Linked DNA regions of Rattus norvegicus: region 1 is linked to region 2. A link is a contact called in public Hi-C data. All regions are on one chromosome and are shown on one strand. Each heading gives the region's core, a stretch centred on a gene start, on an enhancer-like site or on the middle of the called end of the contact. The rest is flanking DNA. Distances are from core to core; before and after follow the strand shown.

What was found. Hi-C and Micro-C count contacts between places; a contact is called where the count stands out from the background.
Region 1: a contact with region 2 is called in a Hi-C map of the A7r5 cell line, with 7 times the contacts expected there. The contact joins two enhancer-like sites. A contact is called at or near these places in 4 of 12 Hi-C or Micro-C datasets (the A7r5 cell line, the Rat2 cell line, Schwann cells and 1 more).

What each region holds. Positions count from the first base shown.
Region 1 is chrX:40,128,987-40,134,193 of GRCr8, forward strand. No RefSeq gene overlaps it. Among named protein-coding and RNA genes, the nearest start is that of Taf5l2, 290 kb to the left of the region's middle. Within about 2 kb of position 3,940, at least 5 of the 93 cell types and tissues checked have an H3K27ac peak or open chromatin away from gene starts, as enhancers often do.
Region 2 is chrX:39,794,040-39,799,350 of GRCr8, forward strand. No RefSeq gene overlaps it. Among named protein-coding and RNA genes, the nearest start is that of Taf5l2, 43 kb to the right of the region's middle. Within about 2 kb of position 3,657, at least 11 of the 93 cell types and tissues checked have an H3K27ac peak or open chromatin away from gene starts, as enhancers often do.

The DNA of each region.
Region 1 (5,207 bases), core at 2,690-5,189, 340 kb after region 2:
TCCAACTGCTTATGTAGCAGAGGATGGCCTTGTAAGGCACCAATGGGAGGAGAAGCCCTTGGTTCTGCTAAGGCCGAACCCCCCAGTGTAGGGGAATGTCAGGGAGGGGAAGCAGGAAGAGGGGTGGTTGGGGAGGGGGAACACCCTTATAGAAGAATGGGGAGGAGCATGGGATAGAGGGCTTATGGACAAGAAACCAGGAAAGGGAATAACAGTTGAACTATCAATGAAAAATATCCAAAAAAAAAAAAAAAGTAAAGGCATGTGAACCACTGCCTAGCTAAATGCTACTTTAGAAAACTTACATTGATTCAATTATGATTCTAAGTAATTTAGTTTTAGGTTTTTATGTGTACATCAATTTGAAGCTCAGATAAATTGTGTTAGAAATGTATGTGTTATAGATTCTACTCTAAGGATGAGGTAATAGGATTATTAAGGAGATTGGTGAATGGGAGATGGAAGTTTTTGCAAAGAAACAAGATAAAAATTAGGAGGGAAACGAAAATGAAAAGAGTGAAAATACAAAATAAATGGTAATATAACAAAAATTCTTTTAGATTATAATTGCATCATTTATCCCTTCCCTTGCATTTCCTTGCTCTCTTTCAAATTCATGGCCTCTTTCCTTTGATTGTTATTATATATGTGTGCAAGTATGTGTGTGTGTGTGTGTGTGTGTGTGTATTTCTTAATATATAAATTCAACCTGCTTGGTATTTACAATGTTACTTGTATGTATATGTTTCAGGACTGAGCATTTGTTATTGGACAACCAGTTGGTTTGCTCTTCCCCGGAGAACACCATTTTGCCTGTTCTCACTGTCTCCCAGCGTTTTATTTTGTATGTTTAACTTACAGCATAAGTGGAAGTCAGAAAACTAGAAAAGAATCTTTTAGGCAAAGACACATTAGGGAGGAGAATAGTAGATTAACCCCTAAGGAAAGACACATTAATGATTTGAAATACTGGGGTGGAAAGGTTTAAGAAAAAATGGTGTGGGAATCTGGGGGAAACAGGGTGATTCGAGGACTAACTCAAAGGAAGGGGATACGAAATGAGGCACTTTGGCTGACTCACAACCCAACTTAAAATAAAAATAGTATTTGGAAAATTTGCTCATCATTTAAAAGCAAAGGACCAGCGTTCAGTTCCCAGCATCAATACATGGTAGCCTTCATGTGCCTGAAACTCCAGCCCCTGGAGTATTCAATGCCTCTGACCTCTGCAGGGACCTCATGTGCAAATTCCTGCTTTCTCCCCATTAAAAATCAAATGAATCTTTTCAAACTGAAGAGATAGAAAGGCACATGCAAAAGCAAGGAAATAACAGACGGTTAAGTGAGGATGAGAACAGAAAAAAAAAAAAAAAAACCAGGAGTTATTGGGTGAGCTAATGAAAACTAAGAATCCATGAAACACTTTACAGAAATCCATTACCTAGTAAGCTAATTTCAAAATACAGCTTGAAATTAGTTGAGAGTCTAGCGAAAGGGCTCATCAGTTAAGAGCACTGGCTGCTCTTCTCATGGACACAGGTCCAATTTCTAGCACCCACACGGTGCTTCACAACCATATATAACCCCAGTCACAAAGTATGCAAAGCTTTCCTGTGACCTTTCAGCCAACAGGCATGAATATGGTGCACAGACATACGTGTAGTCAAGACGTAAAAAATAATGAAGAATTGAAATGTAATTGTACTGTGTGGGTGGACGATGATATACCCAGAAGACAGGGTATTGAATGAAACTCACAGTGCCAGGCATTAAATACCTCTCTAAAGTTATTGTCATGGATGTACTAGATGCTCCCCAACTAAAAATTATCACCATTGCCATTTTTTACTTACACAATAACTACATGATAAGACTCAGTTGCTGGATATGCCACACACTTTCTCTATGGGGCAGAGAAAAATTGATCTCAAGTGAGCTGAGAAACGACCTCCTTGTGACTTGTTTTCATAATAGTGTAAGGTACTATACAGGCTGTTGAAGGAGGAAACACACCATAGTAATCTTATTCAGAAATAGGCCTTGCATATTTCAATGCTGACCTGCCAGGCAAGATTCACCAATGTGATCAACACTGGCTTTACTCTGATGAGGCAACCAATAGCTTTCTGATTTGCTTCACAGGAAGGTATTTTATGCCTGGTACTGTAATCCTAGTAAAAGTCCATGGCTGTGGATGTTATGGTCCTATAATACAGTGGTATAACATATGATATGTGGTACAATGGCATATAAGAGCATATGGTATAATGACAATAAAGCTATTATCATTTTGCTAAGTTGTACTGTCAAGCATCTCTCTAAGTATTTATATTTATATACATAGACCTGGTCTGCTCTCAACCTTGATCAAAGAAGCTTCTTTTTACTGTGAGGCAACAATCAGTGCAGAGAAACATAACCAGTTAAAGCACTGTGAATAAAAGACTGAATTCTCAGCTCTAAATGGAATGACTAGATTAGCCCTACTATCACTAAGGTTCAGGGAACATTGAAGAGGAGGTGAAATGATTATAAGAGCTAAAGGATGGGGAGGAATGCTATGAAGTGTTGTCTTGTGGTTAAAGAATGACTATTGCACTCATGAACTCACAGTAGCTGGAGTTATTTACACAAGACCTACTTGTGATCGAGCCAACCACACTCCCAGCATAGTAGACAAGACCTACACAAGATCAATTCAGCCAAACTCCCAATATAGTTAGGGTAGACAGTTTCCAACTGCACTCAGTGTAGAAGCTGTTATGAGTGGATAGTTGTTGGAAGGCATCATTCTTCTTTGAGTATGTAGTCACCTGTTGGATTCCCTTGCTCCAGTGGATGTTCCACACCCAAGCACTAACCAGACTTAGTGGTTTATCAGAAAATATGAAGTTGGGATGGAAGTGTGTTGAGCATGAAATGGGGGGGGGATTGGAAGAAAGAAATGAAGTGTAGCTATGGTCATATTTCATGTATGTGATCATATTACAGTGTGAAATTTTCAAAAATAAAGAAAAATTAAAACCCTCAATAAATATATGCATGTGTTTTTGTTTGCTGGTAATTGTAACCTACATAACATATTGGGAAAGACTCAGATCATCCTTGTTTTAAGGTAAAAATCCATGTTTTGCATCTCTCCACAGGTAAATCAACAAAAGACCAAAACCTTGACTTTTAGCATGTAAGGCAAAGGTGTCTCACCTGAGCAAAGGCAAGTGGCTGGTACCGATAAGGAAAGAAGAGGACAAGTGGATCGTTTTTCCCTCCTTTATATATTGACTTTGTTTTCATCCTGTGTCTTTCTTTGCTACTTCTTCCAACTGTAATTAGAACTTCTGTAATCAGAGACCAATACAACCTTTTCACTCAGAAAAGCCCAAATCAGTACAAAGAAGATGCATAGAAGACGATAATAGTATGCTGTTTGCTCTTCTTTGACTCCGTCCAGTTCCAGCTTCCTTCTAGATGCCGGTATCTGTATTTCTGGACATGAGGACATTTTTTTTGAAACTGTAAAAGCAGATGGCAAATAGCAGTGAAATAAACCCTTTACGTTCACATCAGTAGCCCTAAGCCAGTGGCTGCCAGAATTTGGGTATCTATTTCCAAAGAATTATCCCCCATAAAATGGGATAACCATGAAGTATATATTTTGTATTGATTCCTAGGGGTTTCTGTAGGGATTTCATTTCAGTTGCTGCTGTGGTGGTGGTATTTACAGTGTATCTTTTCCTTGAATATTCTCCTTCCCTTCTCTGAAGTTTTCTATCACCATTCCATCAGTGGTCTCTGTGTCAATCACATAAATAGAATCCTGATTCTATAACCTTGTCTCCTATCTCCAAGTAAGAGGGACCCTTAGTTTGCCCTCTATCCCATCTTCTTGATGATGCTTGTATTTGATCACCCCTTTGATCAATACCACTACTCAACTGTAGTGTGTGGGGGGTTATTTCTTTAAAGTAACATTTTAAACTCTGTTTATTGCTCCATTGCTTCAGAGAGGATTTTATGTTTCAAATATAGTGGCATTTCAGTAATTATTTGGTCTGCTTCTGCTTTTTGACAATGAATAAACTGTTTTTTTCCTCAGGATACTTGAGAATGGCTGGGAACTGGATATTAAGACCAACTCTGGCACAACAAACCTTCCACTGTTGCTTGTGAAGAACTCTAACAAAGGTAGGATAATATGCAGCAAAATTATTTGCTTCTTTGAGCTGGCAAGGAATATAATTAAAATAAAGAACTGACATCTTATGTGACAGAGTCTGAGTAGGAAGCATAGCATTTATTACCTCCTGTTCGCTAGCTTTTCTTTGGAGGATAAAAAAGTCAGCAAGATTTTATCTTGGATGACGCCTACTCACCTGGCTTGGCTTAAGCTAAAAAACATGAAAATGGTGGGGTGGGAAGTAATAGACCAGATATGCAATTTGGCCATTTATGGCTTAAACACTAAAACTAAAATTTATTTTCTCAAAAGAGAGATGATCTGGAAATCTGCCTTATACATTAAAATCTAATAGTGGCACAAATTCTATTACATATGTTGTGTTGTTCTCATCAGTTCTTGGGGGTTCTGTCAGGAGAACCCTGGAGTTGAAACTCACTCAAGGTACATCCAGATTCTTAGGAACAACACAATTGTTTGAATCAGAATATATGTAAGCCATCAAATTGATTCTAAGAAATTCTATTTTATCTTGTAATTATTTTTTTATCTCCCATAATTATTCCTAAGGAGAGGCTCTATGAGAATATTGCCCAGACTCACCATGGAGGAGAAAGGATAAAATATGCTAAACTTTGGAGTCGTACTAAAGAATTCTCAGAACTTAAGATCCCTCAAATCTAGTCCTCCTTTCAGACCACAGCATCCTTCCTTTCCTAAATACAGTCTCTGAGTAGGAGGTTCTCAATGTAGTACTGACGTAGGTGTGAATATTCAGTGTTTAAAGTCATGGGAAGCAACTTAAATTAAATTGCCTCGAAGTTTTTTAAGCTTTGAAATTTCTATTTTGGATTTTTTTCAAAAAGAGGGGTAAGGGAGAGAGAAACAGTTTGTTCACTGGGTATCTTTTGTCTACCCACTCCCCCAATTCCCTGGAATTCAATAATTCAGTTTTGGGGTACCAGCATAGCAAGTCTGTTAGTACTAGAGAAAACGTGCATTTGGTATGCTCTTTTGTACTGATGATTAG
Region 2 (5,311 bases), core at 2,407-4,906:
CCCATGGTGGCTTACAACTATCTGTAACTCCATTTCTAGGTGATCCAATGCCCTCTTCTAGAATGCTCATGCAACATATGTAAGTGGTACAATACATACATTTATACATGCAGGCAAAACACCCATACGTAAATAAAATGATAGCAACAAAAGTGCTTAAAAGATTACAAGTCCATCCCATATTACACCCTCTGTAAAGGAAGACGCCATACTCATTTCATTTAACATTTTATTTTCATTTTATAAGGATTTCTTCATTTGTAGAAAAAGTTATCAATATCTGCAAAAACTTGGAATATTCAGTTTAATTTTAACTAATTTGTCACCTTGACTGATTGTATTCCATCCAAACATTTTCACTTGTGTTGTATTCTATCAATTATTTTGTAACCAAGACATTTGGGTAAACAAAGAGGACTGTGAGGTATAGTTCCAGGCTCCATTCATCTTGGCATTTTATTTGAAGGATAAATATATATAAGAAAATATATGACAATTTGAATAAAGGATCAAGACACCAATTATAGTTGCTCTCAAATTGCTTTACTGTTATGGCATAAAATTTAAACACCCATCCTCATAATGCCCAGTTTTAGGCAATATTAAGAACTTGGGTACAAATTCAAGAGTTAATGTACTAAGCATTAAACGCATCCTTTAAAATGCAAAGGTAACAAGAGGGGGAAGAACAAAACATTGAAGAGGAAGATTTTTTAAAAGACATAACCGAAGCTCTTGCTGTTCACAATCAGGCAGGGTTGAGTTTAGTTCTTTTCCACAACATTTGGGGACAAATGGCTACACTTCTGGCCAGAGGAAGACAGATATGATTTCTTAAAGGGACAGTCAACAGACAAACACACCACATTTGTTCATGACTCACCAGAAAGTCACTCCATAGCGTGCTATTCAATAGAAGTGACATGTTTAATTTTCTTGGCCAGGCTTTGCCATGAGCCAACCCATAACTAAATCATTGTCACTATTTGCAGAAAAAATTTGCTCAGAATGGCTAACCTGGGGTGGGGTCAGCTTCACACCAATCACTGAAGGTGAAAGGGACGTGGTTCCTTCATAGAAATTCAGACTTCAATGGCAAAAGAAAATGAGTGGGTTTTGAGAAGAGCAGAAAAGAAATGACTTACTTTATACAGTATACTGTCATTTCTCTTATTAAACTAGAAGTTAAAAAAAAAACCCAACCTGGTCTGATTGTATAAAAAAAAGTTTAGTACTCAATAATATCAATCAGTTCAACTCAAACTAACTTCATGTTAGTTCATTTGATAAATGGCAATGTTAATGTTTGAACTGCAAGGTTCCTTCAGCCCTAACAAATTATGAAAATTCCCCTGAGAACAAATATGGGGACCTACATTGAATACACTTGTATACTCTATATAGAAAATATATGGACAGTTACTTGTAGGTGTGGCTTATGATAGATGCTCCCAACTATAGAGGCGTTCACCATTGTATCAAGTCATGTCAGGCACAGGATAGGTTTATATAAATGGGGCAGGTATTACATAAACGTTGACTTTAATCATTGTTAATGGTTTGGTTTATGACACACTTTTTCATTTTATAAATTTTGAGTAACTGAGTTGTACAATATATCAAAAACTTATTACAGTTATGATTATATTCATTATTTCTGGAATGTTTAACATTGTAGCTTTAGTATTTTGGTTGCTAGCCCTCCCAACAGTTGCACTGGTATTTTAAAATGACTTTTGTCTAAATCCGGCAGTTCCTCAAATGCATCACTAGATGGCAGCAAAGCTTTAATAAAAATCAACTCTCAGCCCCGTAGGGAGCACACAGTATTTCCTTTTGTCTTCTTTATTATACAACCTCATGGCACCAACAAAATATTACTATCATTAACATTTACAGTGGCAGCGACAGCAAAGGCAACTGACCAAGAGGTTCAGAATATTGCACATTGAACACAATTCAGCATTAACTGTTACAAAGTTGTTGCTAAAGATTTTCGAAATTATTAGTCCAATAGGCTGACAGGATTGTCACTGAACCTAAAGCCAGCTGCTACCATCCCACACTTATGTAAGAAATAGTTCCAAAGGCTCCTTGAAGAAGAGCTGTGGGACCTTAGTTGTACAATGTGTGACTGTCACAGAAGGAGCCTCTGAATAATTCATGAAGACTTGTTTTCTTATGTTGTTTGAGATGGGAGTCGGCTGCAGGTTTATAGACAATGACGTAATTACAGTGTTTAATGTCCCTTTGGGGGAGTTTTTATAGTCCATCTTCGTATATACACTTGGCATCTTTCATTTAGAATGACTGGGTCCACTTCTTTCTCTTTTGAGAAAAATCCTTTTCCCCACCAGAGTCCACAGCCTCTCTCTCTCTGGTGATTCTCAGAGCAGCTACACTTTCCATTACATTCTTGTCAGCAGATATCCCCAGTGGGGTCGGGGCTGCACACAGCTGGAATGTCCCTAATCTAGATGCCCTCCTGGCTCCTGAAATTGCTAGTTTGAATTGCTAGCCCCTCTATTGTGAACAATGGATCCACACTCCCTTTTCTTTCTTTACTGTGCTTAAGCATTCCTGGACCCTTTCGCCCTACACTCCCCCTTCCTTTCTACCTCCCACCCTTCTGTACCTCGTGCTTTCTTTTTCCTCCCTCTTTCTCTCTTAAAATTCCCCCAGCGTCCTTTCTACCCTGCAGTGCAATCTTAACCATCTAACAAAAGACCTTATAATGTAAATTCGATTTCAGAAATGGGAGGAGTTTTCTTGCATACTAAACAAGCATTTGCTGTCTTGGTAGGAAAACAACAAAATGTTTTCCCTTGGAAGCACTGCTTAACCACGTCTCTGATCATCGCCTCAAGCTGAATGTGCATCCACTGAAGGCAAAACACAGTCCAAGTGCAGAAGTGCAACGACCTACTTAAGATCTGCACAAATCACGTGCGATGAAAACGGATTTCGTTTCTAGGCTCTTCCCCCACCTTTAAAAAAATTTCTCCCTTATCACGATTTCTTTCTAGGTGGAGGAGGTTCCACTTGCCCACTCACTGCTTAAACCGAATTTGTGCCTGAGAATTAGACTCCTTCTAGTGTGGTCAGAATCAGGTAACAGCAGCTGAATTCAGTTCACCCCATGCCTTCTTTTCTTTCCACTGAGAAGTCAAGTGAGAAGGCTTATCTAAGGAGCAGGAAGGGAGAATTTGGGTTACTCTTTTGTGTGTGTGTGTGTGTGTGTGTGTGTGTGTGTGTGTGTGTGTGACAGGATTGTCCTGCTTTGGTGCCATTTGTCACTAAACGTGTGCTGCCCAGGCAGTAAAACAAAAGCCAATCCTGGATAAGTATGAGGCTTAATAAAGAGTTGAAGGAATTTCAAAGAAGTAAAGCATGTTTCTGCATTCCCTGGAGGCTACATGGTCTCTACTGAGGATTTTGATTTGGGGGTACACGGACGTAAGACATAGCAGATTGTATTCTATACCTGTGTGCTCGCTGGCAGGCACAAAATGTATGCTGTTAACTACAGACGTCTGGGTTTGCTTCTCCCGAAGGGCTGAAGGAAGATTCTCCAGCACGTGGGTGAAGCAGCAGCCTTGTGATCTGGCTTCCCAGCCTCTGAGCCGCCTTCCAGCTGCCTTATGTAATGTGATCTGTTTGCTGATGGGAGCCTGATTAGTTTCTGGGTGGGAACTGCGACACCTGTGTACAGTCCCCGTGCTAGACTCAGCCAGCAGACTTGAGTTGGTCTTTCTGCTGCAAGCAAGGGGTTAAATTGAGACACACTAAGGGTATAAACATGGGTGCACAGTGAGTCCAGGAACGATGTGGATGAGTGATGGAGGCAGTTGAAGTAGTCTGAATAAGAGCAGCATGTGGGTGGCAGAGAGGGAGAAAGAAAAGCCGGGAAGGGCTTTAGGGAGGAAAAACAGTCGCCACCAGAAGCTAACCATAGATCATTTACATGCATTCCTTATCAAATGAGAGCAGGAGACAGAGGCTGAAATCAAGCTGAGCAGAATTTCTAATAGAACTGGCTGACCTTTCAAACGAAGTACTTAAGTAAAGATGGGCAGCACGTGCCAGGACTTTTTACAAGGAGGCAAAACATAGGCAGCTAAGAGTTTCAGGTGTACCGTATTTAAACAACGCATCTCATTGATTTCGAATCAAAATACTTTTAAAGCACCTCTCAAGCCACATACAGTACCCCAAGCCTGTAATCCTAGCACTCAAGAGGTTGAGGCAGGAGGATTGGTGGTAGTGTGCAGCCAGCTTGGGTTATATAGTGAATTTCAGGTCAACCTGGACTATGCCACGAGACCCTGTCCCTCCAAGTAACTTTATTTGCTCTGGAATTCTTTTTATTCGTCGTCCCAAGTTGAGGGGACTGTAGGCTGTTTTGGTAGGAGTTTAACATAAGTAGCCAAAGTTTTTTACACTGTTATCCTTTGAGAGTCGTTTTATTTTCACATTTCTATAAATATGTTCAGCAGCAAGGTATGTGGAGAGCTTCCCAAGAATTTCTCTTGTGAGAGTCTCCATGAGAATTAAAAACAAGTCCATGTGGGTTCTCCATAACCGCTAACTTTAAGGCTAAAAAGTTACATTAATGAGTTCTCTGTAAATCTTCTCCCGGTCGCGAAATATTCTTTCTGGTATGGTAATTTTGTTTACTTCTCCCAAGAGCCAGTCACCATCAAAATTGGCCAGCAGGGGGCGAGCGTTCACAGAAAATGCATGTAGTCTCTGCTCTGGCTGATTTGCGGGATGGAAGAAACAGGTTTTATTCTGAGGTATTTTCAGTTCAAATTCAAGTTCTAGAACTTTGATTTATTATTAGCTTCTTCTCTTACTTGGGGAAAAGGGAAGAGAGAAAAACAGGTCTGTCTGCTACCCGTGTGTTCTACCCCCGATTCAGGGAAGGGCTCAGAAACCACAAGTTTTCAATAGAGTCAAACAGGCTGGATCGTGCATGGCTGGATCTGAGGGAGAACACAGGCTCCAGTTTTCCTAAAATGACAAATCGCCTCCCGTTACTCAAGAAATCACAAAAGATTCGCACCCACCCTTTCTTCCCCCGAGCTTTGTCCTTCTGCCAGCGATTTGCAGTCCCAGACACGTATTATATAATGAATGATGAGGCACAAAAGCCTGAAGCTTAGGCTTATTGCTTCTTTCGCAGAAAAGACATTTTTTTTTAAAAGGAAAAACCTATTATAACACCATCTTAAATGTTTCTGAGACAAATGTTTCTGACAACTGTTAGAATGGTGGGGCATTAGAACGGGTCCAAATCTGCATTAGTGCT